Linked DNA regions of Hordeum vulgare: region 2 is linked to region 1. A link is a contact called in public Hi-C data. All regions are on one chromosome and are shown on one strand. Each heading gives the region's core, a stretch centred on a gene start, on an enhancer-like site or on the middle of the called end of the contact. The rest is flanking DNA. Distances are from core to core; before and after follow the strand shown. Region 1 overlaps LOC123412747 (ABC transporter G family member 42-like). Region 2 has its middle 95 kb from the start of LOC123409927.

Region 1 (4,639 bases), core at 1,581-4,080:
ATCCGCCTTCACCGTTGCTTCGTACGTTCGCGCATGGGCTGCATCGGGTCGGCTCCCGTCTCCGGCTAAGTCGGCCTCGTCGGCTTCCTTTGACCGGCTGCTCGCTGTCGGTTGCGTCGACCTCATTAGCTGCCTCTGGCCGACTGCCGGCTCCGACCGTCGGCCTCGTCAGCTTCCTCGGGCCGGCCGTGTCGGCCTCGCCAGCTGCCTCGGGCCGCCTGCGAGCTATCCGCTGCGTCGGCTTCGCCGGCTGCCTCTGGTCGACTGCCAGCTCCAGCTGCGATCGTCATCGCCAGCTTCATCTTGGACGTTGTCACACTGCCTCCATCGAGCGACGTCCCCGACCTCGCTCACGGTCGGATTGATCACCCGCCCATCCACGATCTACCTCAGCTACACCGTGCGACCGATATTGCCTGTCGGTTGCGCGCGTCTTCGTAGTTCCCGTGAAGACTATCCCGAGTAAAGAGCGCCCCTTCACCGATCGAGCATTGTGTTGCCGCTGCATCGCCCCATCGGGCCGCAGCATCGCGGCCGTGTGGTTCTCCTAGCGGTTGCATCGACCCGTGACCTGCCGCTACTCCACCCTTTTGGGTTGTAGCGCGGCGGCACGCTGTCCCCATCGCCGCCTGAAGTCATCCCGTGGCTGCACCGACCCGCGCACCGCCACTGCGTCGCCCCTTTGGGCCGTAGCGCCACGGCACGCAGTCTACGCTGCCACCCCGAGGTCTTCCCATCGTCGCCCCAACCCGCGCGTTGCCGCTTCGTCGCCCCTTCGGGTCGTAGCACCGTGGCGCGCGGTTCACTCGGTCGTCCCTCGCGCGTCGACTTCCTATGGTCTGCATTGCGCCGTCTCCTTCGGCATGGGAATACCATCGTTCGCGCCAGTTTTCGTCATGATGTCGGGCTCTTCCTCGCCTACTTCGGGCATCGCTGTCGCGCTCCTAACCAGCCACCGCCGCTGCCATTAGGCCGTCGGTGGTGCTCTCCTTTGGCGCTGCTGCAGCTCGCTCACCCGAGTCGTGCCGCCCGTCCACCTCCTTCATCTTTGTCCAGCACCAGCTCATCGCCAACGTCGATGTCGTCTTCCCCGACCACCGCAGACTACATCGGCCCCCGCCGATTTGCTCCGCAACCGTCATTGAGCCTTTATCTGCTAGCCTCCTCGACATGGCGTATAAGTTGTGTGCAGGTCCCCGTCTACGCATGCCCGGTGCTGGCAACACCGCCGCATGCCTTCGTCCCTGGTGTGTTCCCAGCCTGGCAAACCTGGAGCAACGCATCGTCAACATCAACTTCGTCCATCTACGCATGCGCGATGCTGGCAACACCGGTGTGTGCCTTCGTCCATGATGTGTCCCTGGGCTTGGAAAACTCGGTGCGACGCGTCTCAACTACGTCTTCTTCCCGGCGCATCACTACTTCGACACCACTGCGCCCATGACTAACTCGGCGCTTCCTTGCGCCCGCGACTCCATGGCAACTTCCTCGACACCGGCTACCCCGACTCGACATCGACCAAGGCGTTCTTCGCACGGCTACCTCGACCACGGATACACCAGCCTACGCTCTCGACTACCTCGACATCGGCACAAAGGGCTACCACCTTGCTTGAGCAACCTCGCCGATTTCCACTCCAGCCACAACTTCCGCGATACGTCGTCCGTTACGACTGTGGGGGGATGATCGTTGGCTAACCTTCGGATTCATCTCCAGTCTCACCGTCTGCGTCGCTACCGTTGTGACTACGAGGGGATGTTGAGTATCGTGGTTGTTTAGGAAACATAGATAGACTATGATTTGTTACTGTCTTGACTTGTACTCCAAGATGATCATGTACTCCTATATATATATGTCCATGAGGCTCAAGCAATAAACAACTATTCCACCAATCCCTCTTTTCCCTAGAAAACCCTATTTGACGGAGTTGCCAACGAGCGACAGGGTTTGGGCCGGCCCGTTAGCACTTTCATCGATCCCGGTTTTGGGAACCTTCTAGAGGTTTCCAACCGTTTTTTTCGTTTTTGGGAGCTTTCTAGAAGATTCCCCGAACCGGTTTTTTTGTTTTCTTTTTTCTTTATTCTTTTTTGTTTCTTTTTTTCTGTTTCTGATTCAAAATGTTTTGGATTTTCAAAAAAAATCCGGAATTTAAAAAATGTTCCGGAATTTTAAAAAATGTTTTAAAATTTAGAAAAATGTTCAAAATTTGAAAAGATGTTCTGGAAATTTTATCAAAATGTTTCAGATTTTTCAAAAAAATGTTCCGAGGAATTTTATTAAAAAAATCGTATTTTTGAAGAAAATGTTCTGTAATTTGAAAAAATATTTCGGAATTTGAAAAAATGTTTGCAAATGTTCATATTTCTGAAAAATGTTCGCGCTTTCAAAACAATGTTTCCTTTTCAAAAAATAGTAAAAAGTTTGAAAAAATGTTCGCAGAAATCAAAAGGCGTTCAATTTTTTTGAAAAAAGGTTGGCATATTTGAAAAAATTATCATGTTTTCAGAAAAATATTCAGTTTTAAATGAGTTCAAATTTTTGAAAAGGTTCATCTTTTACAAAATGCAGTATCCGTAGTACCATTTGCTCGCATGTATTTCTCTTTTACTGTATTTTCGATCTGATGCTACAGTAACTCACTAGTGAGCCAGCCCAGGTCTGACTCGTCCTGTGCGTTTCCTCTGCAGTCGGACGGAGAACGCGTCGTATAGGAGCTCCCCTTTTCCCTTTCAACAGGTATAGTACTTGACGAATGTGGGCTTGGACCTTCGTGGGCATTTGCTGGGTTTTAAGTCACCATGGGCCTATCGTGTGCAAAATACCCTCATCAGTCCTCGACATGCCCATCCAGCTCTCGCTCCCGCCGAGCTACTGCTGGTGGAGGTTTGCCTAAAAAAAAGCAGAAGAGGAAGTGGGGAATTAGGGCAGAAACGGAGACTCGCTGAAAAGTGGGTCCCATGTATAAGAAATTTTATAGAGACTGCAGTTTTACAGAATCTGGATCTAGCAGCACTCCAAGGCCTGTAAAATTACTTTACAGTGCGCTCATCATACATAATGGGGATTTTACAGAACCTGCTAGAGTTGCTCATACAAGCCTGGAAGGTTGCATGCATCCTCATCATATTTGTGTATCAATATGGAATCCAGAAAGAAAAAAAAGTACATCCATATTTACACTGGCAAAAATGGAAGGACAAAAGAAGAGTTTGTTCCAAAAATTGTCTGTTGGCTTTCAGTTCCTACTACCGTTGTTGGAAGCTCAACTTCTTGAGGCAAATAGCATACATGAAGGCGAAGAACACTGCAAAGAGCACAAGCACCGGTGCAACGACCGCCATGAAGCTCCTATGGTATCCAAAATGATGAGTTATGTAGTAACTGATTGTCTGGTCCGATTGGCCTGGGACGGAGATGGTCTCTTCCAGGTCTCCATATTGTGTCACTATGAGCCCATAAACTGTCCATGCCAATGGGCAAATCCAGTAGTACCAGATCCACCATTTGGGGATTTTCTGGACAAAGCAAGAGCAAACAAAGTTATTGGTCTTAGGAGAGAGAAGGAACTGCAACAATATTCTAATCAAGAAACAGAACTCACCGGTCTCGGGATGAAGAATCCAGAGAAAAGGTTGAATAGGGAATAGAAAGCTGCGGCGAAGATGGCTGCAACCTCATGGTTTGGTGAGATTGATACAGTCATCATCCCGTAGTAGGTGAAGTAGAGGAAGGAAAAGTAGGAGACAAAGAAGAACCAGAAGAACTTGACAACTGTCCACTGGAAGCCCATCATCGCGTATATGATGAGGGTGTAATACGAGGTTTGGACGAAGACATAAGGAATCTCCATGACAACCTGAAGCAAAACACAAGGCTTGAGATACCCAAAAAAGCCAATGACAACCTTGCTACTTCAGCTATCACCGTGTTCAATTATCTCTACTCTTACCTGAGCAATTGCATACGGCATTGCAGAGTACATCCCAGCAGCCCTCTCCCGGTAGAAAACTGTTCTCTCAACTGAAACAATTGGTTGAACGCTAGAACAGTTGTTGATGCCGACGAACATCACTGCTGTGTACATTGCTCCAATGACCATTCTAAGAGTATTGGCATCTCCCCTGCATCATAGGGCACCAAAAATTCAGATGCTGATACATTAGGTTTAAGGAGTCAAGGATGAAGATAAGTACAGTAATTACATATTGGTGCCAATCTTCCAAAAGATGGAGCCAAGCAGCAAGGCTGTGAACAAAGTGAAGAAAAATCTGACAAGGTTGTAATCTGGGCTGCGCCAATAGGTCAGCCAATGCTTCCAGAGGCAGACTTTGAACTGCCCTATAATCGATTGAGAATATTCTGTAGGAAAATACAGATCTGATGTTCCTGATTCTGGTTGACTTAGCCGGTTGACCAATAACTTGTTGTGCCTGGAAATACAGCCGGTGTATTCCATGAGAAATTTGTTACATAAAGTTCTATGTCTATTATAAAATTTGAGGAAAACACTAGAGGTCCATGCGACAAAAAACATGTTTTGCTTACTTGTACAGATCTGAATTCCTGTAGTAGTCAGCAAAATCCATATTAAGGCGTACTTCTGCAGCAACTGAACTGACCTCAAGCATCCATGTTGCAG
Region 2 (4,687 bases), core at 1,918-4,417, 460 kb before region 1:
CCGGCCCATTGACATGTTGGAGCATTCCGGTTTTGCGAACCTTCTCGAGTTTCCCTGCCGGTTTTTCCGGTTTTGGGACCTTTCTAGAAGATTCCCTGAATCTGTTTTTTTTTCTGCTTTCTATTTTCCTTTTTTTCTATTTCTTTTTTTTTCTGTTTCTGTATCAAAAATGTTCCGGATTTTCAAAAAATGATTCAAAATTTGAAAAAATGTTCTGCATTTTGAAAAATCTATCAGAATTTTTATAAATGTTCGGGAATTTGTAAAATGATCCAGAATTTAAAAAATGTTTCGGAAATTAAAAAAATGTTCCGGAATCTGGCAAAATGTTCCGTAACTTTGTAAAAGTATTCCAGAATTTAAAAAATGTTTCATAATTTTGAAAAAAGTTGTGACGTTTTTATCAAAATGTTTCGAATTTTTCAGAAAAATATTCTGAAATTTGAAAAAAAGTTCCTGTTTAAATAAGTGCACATAAGTTAAAAAATATTCCCATTTCAAAAAATTTTATTGTCTCGTTTTTCATTTTTACTTCAATTTTTTTTCTTTTTTTACTTTTTGTTTGACATTTTCTAATTTTTGTTTTGTATTTCACAAAATATTCCCGTGTTCAAAATTTTGTTCACAATTTATATTTAAATGTTCGTGCTTCAAAAGATGTTCCGGCTTCCAAAATGTGTTCATATTTTCAAAAAGTGTCCGGGTTTCCAAAAATGTTCTCCCATTCAAAAAACTACATGATTTTTTAAATAATGTTCCATTTTTCATAAATTGGTCACAATTTTCAAAAAATGTTCTTTTTTCACATTTTATAACAAAATGTTCCTGTTTTACCAAAAATGTTGCTGTTTTAAAAAAAATCAAAAATTGAAAACTTGTTCATATTTTGTTCTCTAATTCTAAAATATTCATGATTTTAAAATGGTCGTGAAGTTTAAAAAATGTTCCTCATTTTCTAAAAAATGTTTGCCGTTTCAGAAAATGTATGTAAGTTCAAAAAGTGTTCCTGTTTTAAGACGTGAGCATAAGTTAAAAAATGTTCCCATTTCAAAAACTATTCACAAAAAGAGTATCAAAATTTGAAAAAATGTACTTGTTTTCAAAAAGAATCATAATTTCAAGTATTGTTCACATATTCAAATAATGTTTGTATTTTTAAATATTTTCAGAAATTAAAAAAAATACATTTATAAAATTTGTTCATAAATACAAAAGCTGTTTACATTTCAGAAATTCAAAAAATATGAAATCAGTAACCTTTTAGAGAAGCATATTAGCTTCGCGCGCATTTTAAACGAACAAAGGTCATTAGTTCAGTTGGCTAGGTGCTTGCCTAAGAAACAGGAGGTCTCTTGTTCGATACAACCCTCGCGCACTGTTTTTTGCGATTTTCGCTGTGTTACCTTAATGAGCCGGCCCAGTTGAAGTCCCCTATGCGTCCGCTCGGCAATTTAACGCCTGTGCTTTTTAACATGGATTTTATCATTGTTTGCATGATGTTGGGCTGGCCCAATCGAGAGAATCCCTGTGCAGTGCGCGTCCAATCCAACGCGTATCATATAGGAGGTCCACTAAACTTTAGCTAAAAAAAAGGATATTCACTAAACTTTCCACGATCCCTAAAAAGACGTGGATGGCATGCACCCCACATGGGACTTATAGATTAACCAATAATTATTGTTTATATTGGTCGAAACCCCATCTATAATTCAGCAATAATATGCACGATTCTGATGGCATGATAATGATGTGGCACACATGTATATCTCGCTGATGTGTCACGCTTGCATGATTAGGGAAATTAGATGATGAGTTACATCTATTTAGAAATAGAAGATGAACTATGGTTGAAGGACCAGTATGAAAAAAATGGCTGATCAGTATACTGATAGGAAGTGTTTCCGCACAGAGAAATTATGTGGTTTACACACTCAAATCAACTCCAACCGAGCGATCCATTTCATCCCTCATCGTTCGTTTAGGGGCATACGGACAGAAGTGATTGTCCAACGCGTCGATCCATTTTTAAAACGTGTCCGCTTCGCGTCCGCGCCGACCCATTTTCGACCTAAATTTGGGACTGGAATGCGTTGGCGCAGACGCGCGCCCTCGCGATGTTCGCTTCAACCACCGCGGTCAACATAATTTATGACGGCCGCCCTCCCCGAACCCACACGTCAGCGATCACGGTTGGTCTTTTTTAATTTGAGCGTGCGGAGGGGGTTCAGCCTCATCTGCTTCCAGACTCTATCCCCAACTCGCCATCCCTCTGTTTTCTCGTCGGCTACCCTAGCCAGCAGCCATGGCCAACAACGGCAACACCCCCGTCGTCTATGCCCGCGCGCTGCTTTCGGAGGAGGTCGCCTACCTTCATGCTAAGAGGGCCCCGACGGAGGCGCGCGCCCGTGTTGTTCCCGACTCTGGCCAAAACAACGAAAACACCCCCGTCGTCTATGCCCGTGCGCTGCTTCCGGAAGAGGTCGCCTACCTCCATTCTAAGAGGGCCCCGGCGGAGGCGCACACCCGTGTTGTTCCCGGCTCTGGCCAAAACAACGAAAACACCCCCGTCGTCTATGCCCGCGCGCTGCTTCCGGAGGAGGTCGCCTACCTCCATTCTAAGAGGGCGATGCGCCTAGCGCACGAGCGCGCCCGTGATGCGCCATCGCCGTCACAAGCGCTGCCGCGGCGGCACAGCCCGCCCTCGCGCCGGCGTAGCCCGACCTCACCATTGACGATGAGGACGCCTATTCTTTTTCCAATTATAATGTAATGGGGACAAGTGGACTGTCGACGGTCTTCGTGATCGGTTTTTAATGTTTAATGTTTATTTATTATTTTTAGAAATGCTTTTTTTATGAGCCGGCAAAAAATGGATAGGGCAATCGTTGGACGGATACGTCGATTCAAACGCTAAAACGAACGTTATTGTCCGTCGAACCAATTCAAACAGACGAAAAACAAACAAAATCGTCCTCTATTTGGATTTAGGGTTGCTCTCAGCAGCATATCCCAGCAATGAGTAGGTGGTAGAGACGTGCGGCGACGTCAAGCAAAAGGGCGGCAAAACAAACTCCGAGCTGGGCGCGCGGTGCATGCATGCCATCCACGCCGTACACGCTGGCCTGGCCCGACGTGACGGCCACTTGAAGTCTCTCCCTTGCCACCTTCTAATCCTAATTGATTCGCCATCATCCTATTGTATAAGACAAACGGTAGCCTCCCGGCAAGGACGGATGTTTATTGATCGTTGCCGCCATGCTCGATTCCATTATAGACAGGGGCAAGAGAATATGTATACTATCCGTCCGCGTGACGTGCTAATCATGCACCGGAGGACACTCACAGCATGGATCCTACGGACGACGACAAACGACGCAGTATGAGGAACAGGAACATAATGCCCCATCACCTTGTGATTGGAGCTGGAGCAGCAGGGTGGAGCAGCGTGTTACTGCGTTTTTGTGTCATGGGGAAGAAAGAGGAGAAAGGAGAAAGAGAGAGGGTCTTGACATCAACTCCTCAACACTACGACTTCACGCCGTCCGAGGATCAAGCCAACATCACTTAGTGAGTCTTCTTTTTTCTAACACGGTAAAAAATAGACGTATGTATTTTTTTTCTATATCTAAATACTTATAGTTAGAAAAAACAGTTATTTTCAATCATAAGTATTTAGGTACAGAGGAAATAGAAATATACATACACTCACACTTGTAAACAACGATTTCATTTGAAGTTTATTATATATGAAATCAGAACTTGGACAGACGCAACACTACGACTGAAATTAAAAGAGAAATAAATATATCCAAGGCACACACGTACAATCCGATCGTTGAAATATGAACAAGGTGTCCTTACCATGATCGAATCGCCGTCGACCACGTCGCTGTCAAGCAGGACGACCCACGCGATTTGATAGCGAAGTAGCCCGGCCGGTCGGATGGTTTCAGCTGTCAATTTCAACCACCACCGTCCAAACACATGCTTTCGGTGCTCCTCGCCTTTCTTTCCCTGTCACGTTACATGTTTCCTTCCCCCTTTCCCTGATGAATCCCGCGTATTCAAGTGATTTTCCGCACGAATCATAAGTACTATACATCATGCATCTACTTAACTTCTGCAATACGCGATGCTTTCCTTAAAGCCAATGACATGCGTGTCTGGCATATTGTATGTTTCCTCAAGTATGCTATTTGCCTTAAATACATTCCAGCAAAGCATTGAAGGCATTCATTGGTCAGGCTCATCGACAACAAACTTGTGTTGTTACCTCTTGCCTGTACTTGTTGTTATGTTGGTCTTCATTGGTTAGTTTTGGAAACCGAGATGGAAATTCTTGTCCAAGCCATCTCCGACAGGATATGCTGAGAATGGCATAATGACGTTTATCCTTTGTTGAAGGTGTTATTATGGAAGAGGTTGACTTAGTCATAGGTGTTTTATTGCATATCGTGTAATGGTTCGGTCAGAGTTGCTTTTCTCATGTACTCTGTAATTAATAAAAATGGTTATGTACATCATAATGACGCAGAGGCCTGAATGTTAACTAACTACGTCAATTCCATGTAACACGTGAGTATAATTCTTTAATGAGAGAACAAAAATATTAATAATTCCAATAATCTGAACTCAATTTCACGTTCAAGAAGTCTAACAATGATGCTAACTTGGCAAAATGGAATGC

What was found. Hi-C and Micro-C count contacts between places; a contact is called where the count stands out from the background.
Region 2: a contact with region 1 is called in a Hi-C map of seedling, with 3 times the contacts expected there. The contact joins two enhancer-like sites. A contact is called at or near these places in 2 of 6 Hi-C or Micro-C datasets (leaf and seedling).

What each region holds. Positions count from the first base shown.
Region 1 is chr7H:517,525,637-517,530,275 of MorexV3_pseudomolecules_assembly, reverse strand. It overlaps LOC123412747 (ABC transporter G family member 42-like), which reads right to left. Exons shown (of 21, transcript XM_045105681.1): 17 at 4,546-4,639; 18 at 4,203-4,430; 19 at 3,950-4,121; 20 at 3,602-3,856; 21 at 2,939-3,515. The coding sequence ends at 3,246. Among protein-coding and RNA genes, the nearest start is that of LOC123412747, 20 kb to the right of the region's middle. Within about 2 kb of position 2,830, at least 3 of the 3 cell types and tissues checked have open chromatin away from gene starts, as enhancers often do. A contact at or near this core is called in leaf and seedling, where this site is marked.
Region 2 is chr7H:517,988,136-517,992,822 of MorexV3_pseudomolecules_assembly, reverse strand. No RefSeq gene overlaps it. Among protein-coding and RNA genes, the nearest start is that of LOC123409927, 95 kb to the left of the region's middle. Within about 2 kb of position 3,167, at least 3 of the 3 cell types and tissues checked have open chromatin away from gene starts, as enhancers often do. A contact at or near this core is called in leaf and seedling, where this site is marked.